Linked DNA regions of Mus musculus: region 1 is linked to region 2. Evidence: chromatin contacts called from public Micro-C data. All regions are on one chromosome and are shown on one strand. The core of a region is the stretch at or near the end of the contact, and the rest is flanking DNA. Distances in the headings are between cores, read along the strand shown. Region 1 overlaps Hdac4 (histone deacetylase 4). Region 2 overlaps Hdac4 (histone deacetylase 4).

Region 1 (3,081 bases), core at 292-2,791, 88 kb before region 2:
TTTTTCAGTCTAATGACACAGGTATGCTGTTTGACTACTCTTCAGGGCCCCTGTTCTGCACTGTCCAGACGGCTTTGTTCTCTGTGTTCCATGCTTTATAGGATGCCATGAAATGGAGTGGGCTGAGTTGTATCTGAAGCCGTGAGCCACTCTTATAACTCTTATTCAGATCTTTTACGAGGTGATTTTTGCTGTACCTTGTAAGTGATGTGATGCTTGCCTGCCCGACTTCCCATCCAGTCCTCTTAGCATGAGTGAAGAGTCCTTTCAGGAGTTTCCTTGAGAGGTAGTTTGGAAGGAGGTGGTATGGTGGCTATCAGGTTGTGGGGGGCCAGGCACAGACTACTTGTTGGGCAGTGGAAGTGTGACTCAAGTCCTTTGTCCTGTGGGGCCAGGGTGTGTTAAAGACCTTAGTTCTTGGTCCTAGGATCTCCCCTATTCTCATACACTGATTGTAATCAAGGACCAAAAGGCTACAATAAACCAGAGGCTGGCAGATGGATGGTTTGGCGCTCTCACACTTGAGATGGAGTGCAAAATGGCTTCTCTAGAGTAATTTTTTTTTTTGAGATAGAATGCTAGAAGCATATTTATCTTTTGTAAGGAGTAATCCATGCATTTGATGTAACATGCTGAGTATCATTAACCATGCATTTGATGTGACTTGGTTGTAAATAGTTAGATATGCATTTGATATAACTCGCTGTGTATACTGAACCATGCATTTGAAGTGGCATAGCTATGCATAGTTAGCCATGTATTTGATATGACAGGGCTGTATATAGTTAAGCATACATGTGATGTGATGTGGCTTTGCATGGCTAGCCATGTGTTTGATGTCACATGGTTGTATGTAGTTGACCATGCATTTGATGTCACATGGCACCTGGGGTGTACAAAGAGGATGGTAGCAGAAAAAGCCTCGCTTGTGCACACATCCCATCCTGGGAGGAGGCTGCTGCTGCTGCAAAGGCTACATCTCTCACATTCCAACTTTCTCATCTTTAGGTTGTCTCCTGATTTGCAAACTTTAAAATCCAGTTCTTGAGAAAGGGATAATAGCAATAGATTACAAGATCAGAGGCATCTAGTCATTTCTATAGACACCCCAACCATGGAGTGTGCACACTGGTGGGGCCTTGCAGACGCCATCTGAAGGGGGCCTCTGGGAGAAGATTGGCTCTGGGGCAGGCCACTGGATACTGTGGCCAGCCACAGCAGAGCCAGGCATTGTGGCAGGACCTCCCCAGCCTGGGCCTGGGCCTGATTTACCAGCCTGGAGCTGCTTGGAAGACTTGGGTGTGCTGCTCCCAGAGGAGGAGTGGCTCCGCTTACACACTCAGCCTCAGGCCTGTAGCCCAGGCCAAGTGGTTTCTTAAAAAGAATTCTTCCTCCCCTGATTAATTTCTGGCATGCAGTGCTTGGGAGCTCTTGCGTCAGTAAATCGTCACGAACCCTCAGTCGTCTGGATCAGACATAAACACCAGGCCCAGCTCCACCACCCCTGACATCCTGCCAAGCCTACTTGCCCTCAAAGCCTCAGGACAGGCAGCTGCAGAAAGAGAGGCAGGGACTATTGCTGCTCAAAGTCCTCTCAGAGAGTGCCTAACTGCCCTGCATGCCGTGCTCGTGGGCCAGGATGCTAGGCTCAGATGTGACTTATTTATGGGACTGTGTGCTGTTTCTCCCCTGACATTCCAGACACATCCACTGGGTATTTTACTCTTTGGGAACAGTTACTGCCTTCCGTTGGCATTCTGTTTGAGTTTATAAAGGTCCCTGTGTGAGATTCACCTTGTGGTTTTAGCATCAGGGGAGTCTAGAGAGTGAGTATGTTTCCTGCTGTCTGGACAGAACTTTCTGAAGTCTGAGGAATTCAGTGAACTCCCCATCAGGCCTTCTCACCCATAGGTGAGGCCGTCTCTCCTCTTGTCTCCTTCCTCCCCTCTGTCTAAGACACACTTTTCGTCTTGGCGTGTAATATCAGAAGAGGCCAGAACAGGTGAAGTTTCACCAGAGCTTCTTCAGACTCCTGGAAAACGACTTGTAACTGCTGTCCTGCAGTCAGTGGGAGACACAAACATTAGGGCTTCCTAGGGTATCTTTAGGGAACATGTGTGGCTGTAGCCTCTGTAATCCAGCTGTTGTAGATACTAAGGGGTGATATTGGGGGCCCTGGCCATATTTTATGGTTGTGTCAGGCCATGCTGTGTTTGAGACAGAGTTCCTTAGAGGCTCCAGAGGCAGAGTTACAAGTGTAGTGTTGAGTGAGGTCTTGCCCAGGTAGCCTGTGCAGAACATGTTATCAGGGTCTTTCATTATTTTCTTCTAATTTTCCACCTCTACATCCTTGCCACAGTTTAAGGAAGATTTATGAATGAAAAGTAAATCTAGGGTGTAAGCAATACTAACATATGTGATGCTAAAGACAGAGTGACCTGTTTTAGCCATAGTGTCCCTTGGTGGGTTCTAGGGCTCTGCCATGGTGGAGCTAGAGTTCAACGCTTCCCATAACATCTGAACTATATGCTAGGCATGGCCGCTTTCCCCCTGACCCCAGGTAGTGGAAGAATGCTTATTAGGCTCAAGCTCGCTTGTTAATGTCATTTGTTCCCTAAGCCTTATGCCTTTCTGGGAATGTACAGCTTCTGCTGCAGGTGTGGTGAGGCCCCATGGCTGGGACAAATGTTCAGGTGCAGCTGAGAGAACAGAGCCAAGCAGGGCTCAGCTTATGAGACCCCAGGTCCCTGTGGCTTCTGGGGGTTCTACAGTCTCTGGTTTTGAAACATGTTTAGTATAGGCAGTTAATCAGTCATCATAGGCTTTTCCTGGAAGTGTGTGTGTGTGTATGTGTGTGTGTGTGTGTGTGTGTGTGTGTGGTGGGGGGTACTATTGCAGGTGATGTGGTCTCAGTGGTTCCTTGAGCCTGGGAAAGTCTTGGGTCTGTGTGCTTCTCTTAGGAATGAGAGCAGAATGTTCTCTGTGGACAGGGTATTCATGGGAACTGCTCCACTGACTCCATTTGCTGTATGGAGTCTTAGGATAACATGGAAGTGGGCCTCTAAAGCCACAGAGGCAGTA
Region 2 (3,099 bases), core at 388-2,887:
ACACCATTTCTTTGCTTACTAAGCCTGGCAAGGAGACTATAGGGGAGTTGAATTGCTTGGTGATTTTTTACTGTGAAAGACAGAGTTCTGGGTTTATTGATAGGTAATTTTGACTGGGATAGAGTTCTGTGTTTAGGATATTAGGGAAAATATGCTTATTCATATTTTTTGGAAGATTTACTCAAATTAATCTCAAATAGGTTGATTTAAAATGAAATGTGTGTGTGTGTGTGTGTGTGTGTGTGTGTATACCAAAAATTAGTAAACTACACATCTAACACATGTGGATTTTACTGTAAGCAGGTTATACAATAAGGCTGTAAAAGAATCAATTGACATAATCCAGAGTAAAAACCAAATATGAATGTATTTTCTGTGAGAAAGTGTGTTTAAATAAAGCTGGAAGATTTCAAGGGATAGTGCTAGATGGCGTTAACCTACAGGACTGACCCCACTCCTTCCCATTCCTTAAAGCAGTCCCCCACCCCCACTGTCACTTTGGGGACCAAGCTTTCACTATATAAACCCTTGAGCCACTGCCTAGCCACAGCATTTGGTCCTAGATCCCAAACTGAGTTCTAAAGGAGAGAACAACTGCTTTCCAGAAGGCTCTACATCCCATTACATAGCTCAGTGCTTCTGCAACACTTGGGGTCATCAGAGGTGTAGGTGTAAAACTGGATGGGCATGGACTGATGCACAAATCTGGAACCACCAAACTACTCTGATGGTGGCTAGGCCTTTTGCTCCTCCTTTCATTTGAAGGTCTTCCTTCTGATCTCTTGGTCATACTACCTAACAGAATTTGCTTCTGTCCTGAGGGCAGTTCTTTGCTGGTTAGTTTATTGTCAATTTGATACTGTTGATTTATTTGGACTGAGTTGAGAAAATGCCTGTGAATTGGTCTGTCGTGCATTTTCTTAATTAGTAGCTAGCACCCAGTTCATTGTGGGTGGTGCCAGCCCTGAGCAGGAGGTGGTCCTGAGTTCTATAAGAAAGCAGGCTGAGCAAGCCAAAAGGAGCAAGACAATAAGCAGCACCCCTCCATAGCCTCTACTTCAGTATCTGCCTTAACTTCTGGATAATGGACTATAAGCTGTATGATGAAGAAATAATTTTCTTCTTTCCTAAGTTGATTTTGGTCATGATGTTTTATCACAGCTATAGAAATTCTAACTAAGGTAGCTGGCTTGGCGTGTGTCGGGAGCCTTCTGGGGCTGGCCTGCTCATCAGGTCCAGTATACTGGCTTAACATTTCATGGTAAAGAGCTCATTCTACATTGTGAGTGCATTCCAGAAATATGAGGATGTTTTCAATAACATTGTGTGAAAGTCTTTAGTTTCTTTTTCACTTGAGTTTTGGTACATGCGGGATTCATTGTGGTTGGTAGAGTAGAGACAGTTGTGTCCCTAGTCACAGAAATGACTGTCTGTGCTGGTACCTCAGTAAGTCTGTTGTCTTTCTCACAGGAACCTCCGGTGGAACCTGTCAGCTTCCTGGGAGTATGTCTACTGCTTTCCTCAGCCCAAAATCTCTGCTTGCTAGGGCTTTATGGAAGATGGTTTTTTCTAGCTTTGTCTTGTGCTCATAGTTACAGAGTGGCGACTTCATTTCAGCGTGTCCTCAGTGTGAACTGCTGTTTGTTTTAGCTCTCGTGAGTGAGTCCATTATCTCTGTATAGATGACTGGGGAAAGCTGACTAATGTCATTTGAGAATTTTGTGGTGGAGACCATGATCTTTCTGTTGTTTTTTCACAGTGTCTTTGTCTAGTTCTGTAATGGGGTTTTCTACTCCTGCTAGGGTGAATTAGAGCTCACACTTTGTATTTCTTTGAAGAATGTTGTTTAAAATGAATGACCACTTGGTTGGTACTTTGCCAGGAAGCTCTTGGAAATGATTTTTGTGGTGAGGTTTTGAAATATTGTTTCAGATTATGATGATAGTGTAGAATTAATTTGACCAGTTTTCTGTCTTACCAACTTAGAAAGTTATGTTTTTAGAAGTGTGTCTATTTGACATAAACTATGAAGTATATTGTTTGAAATCACTGTCACATCTAAAGTAGCTGGCTTTTTTTTTAGTCTATAATATTTTTGTATGTATGTATGTTTAATATATGTAAATAAAAACATGCAGTGCCTGAGATGAAGCCTGGGCCCCAGAATGTGGCATGCTCACACATTACCACATGTCTCTTGTGGTTCGGCTTGTCTCTTACCTTTTAATTTGTGACTTTTCTTTATTTTCTGAATCCTTGCTATCTGAAATTTGTCTGCTTCTAGTCATTTCAAAGAATCCATTGTTTTTGTTTTATAACTTGATCTGTGAGCATGCAATGAGTGTCTCTCTCTTCATTCATGCATTTATTTTGTTTTGCATTTGTTCTGATATAAACATAACTTTTATTCTTCTGTAATAACTGTCATTTCAGAGGCTTTCCTAGGCCTAGTCCTGGGAGCGTCTAGCTTCTGTCTAGTCTTAGCTAGGCCTAGAATGCTTCAGCCTCTGAGACTCACTGCTTAATAAGCGCACCCTTGCTTTATAGTCCTTGCTTTATAGCTCTTTGTGAGCTCCTGGTCAGTGCAGCTGTTCTGGCTCAGAGCTCCTCTCCACTCAGACTCAAGCTGCTTCTCTTGGTCTTTCCTAAATTGCTCTGCTTAGTCTAATACTAACTTTGGCAGTCTGTTCTAATCTTCTGGCTTCTCATTCTTTAGCTCATTCCGTCTTCTGTGTCTAGCTTGTTCTCTCTCTGTAGCCCATCTCTGTACAATTGTCCCTGTAAAACTGCCTCCTCTTTCTGCACTGCCCCTCAAGTAGCTTCCCTTTCCTCTCTCTTCTCGTGAAAGTTGGCACAGCCTATCCTGTCAAATCTTTCTCTGATTCATCACTTTGTCTGTTACTAAATTAGACATCAATTTCAACATGTATGCTTTCTTCTACAAACTAACTGTACCTTCATTGTTTGGGATTTAAGGGTGTATTAAGGTGTGTCTGCATTCTAGAGGGATTAAAGGTGTGAGCTAAGGCTAAGCCACACAACAACTAGAAACAGGTTTTTCCAGTAAACAACAGATTCTAGAGGTTCACAGTATGATCA

What was found. Hi-C and Micro-C count contacts between places; a contact is called where the count stands out from the background.
Region 1: a Micro-C map of muscle stem cells shows a contact between it and region 2, with 3 times the contacts expected there. The contact joins two enhancer-like sites. A contact is called at or near these places in 1 of 39 promoter capture datasets (pre-B cells), 5 of 484 Hi-C or Micro-C datasets (liver, muscle stem cells, nephron progenitors and 2 more), 3 of 115 datasets of contacts at active chromatin or transcription factors (the HPC-7 cell line, Th2 cells and cardiomyocytes) and 3 of 9 other capture datasets (adipose tissue, liver and pancreatic islet).

What each region holds. Positions count from the first base shown.
Region 1 is chr1:92,129,006-92,132,086 of GRCm38.p6, reverse strand. The region is part of intron 2 of Hdac4 (histone deacetylase 4); the gene reads left to right. Among named protein-coding and RNA genes, the nearest start is that of Hdac4, 50 kb to the left of the region's middle. Within about 2 kb of position 1,541, at least 154 of the 459 cell types and tissues checked have an H3K27ac peak or open chromatin away from gene starts, as enhancers often do. A contact at or near this core is called in muscle stem cells, where this site is marked.
Region 2 is chr1:92,040,984-92,044,082 of GRCm38.p6, reverse strand. All of the region lies in intron 3 of Hdac4 (histone deacetylase 4), which reads left to right. Among named protein-coding and RNA genes, the nearest start is that of Hdac4, 140 kb to the left of the region's middle. Within about 2 kb of position 1,637, at least 28 of the 459 cell types and tissues checked have an H3K27ac peak or open chromatin away from gene starts, as enhancers often do. A contact at or near this core is called in muscle stem cells, where this site is marked.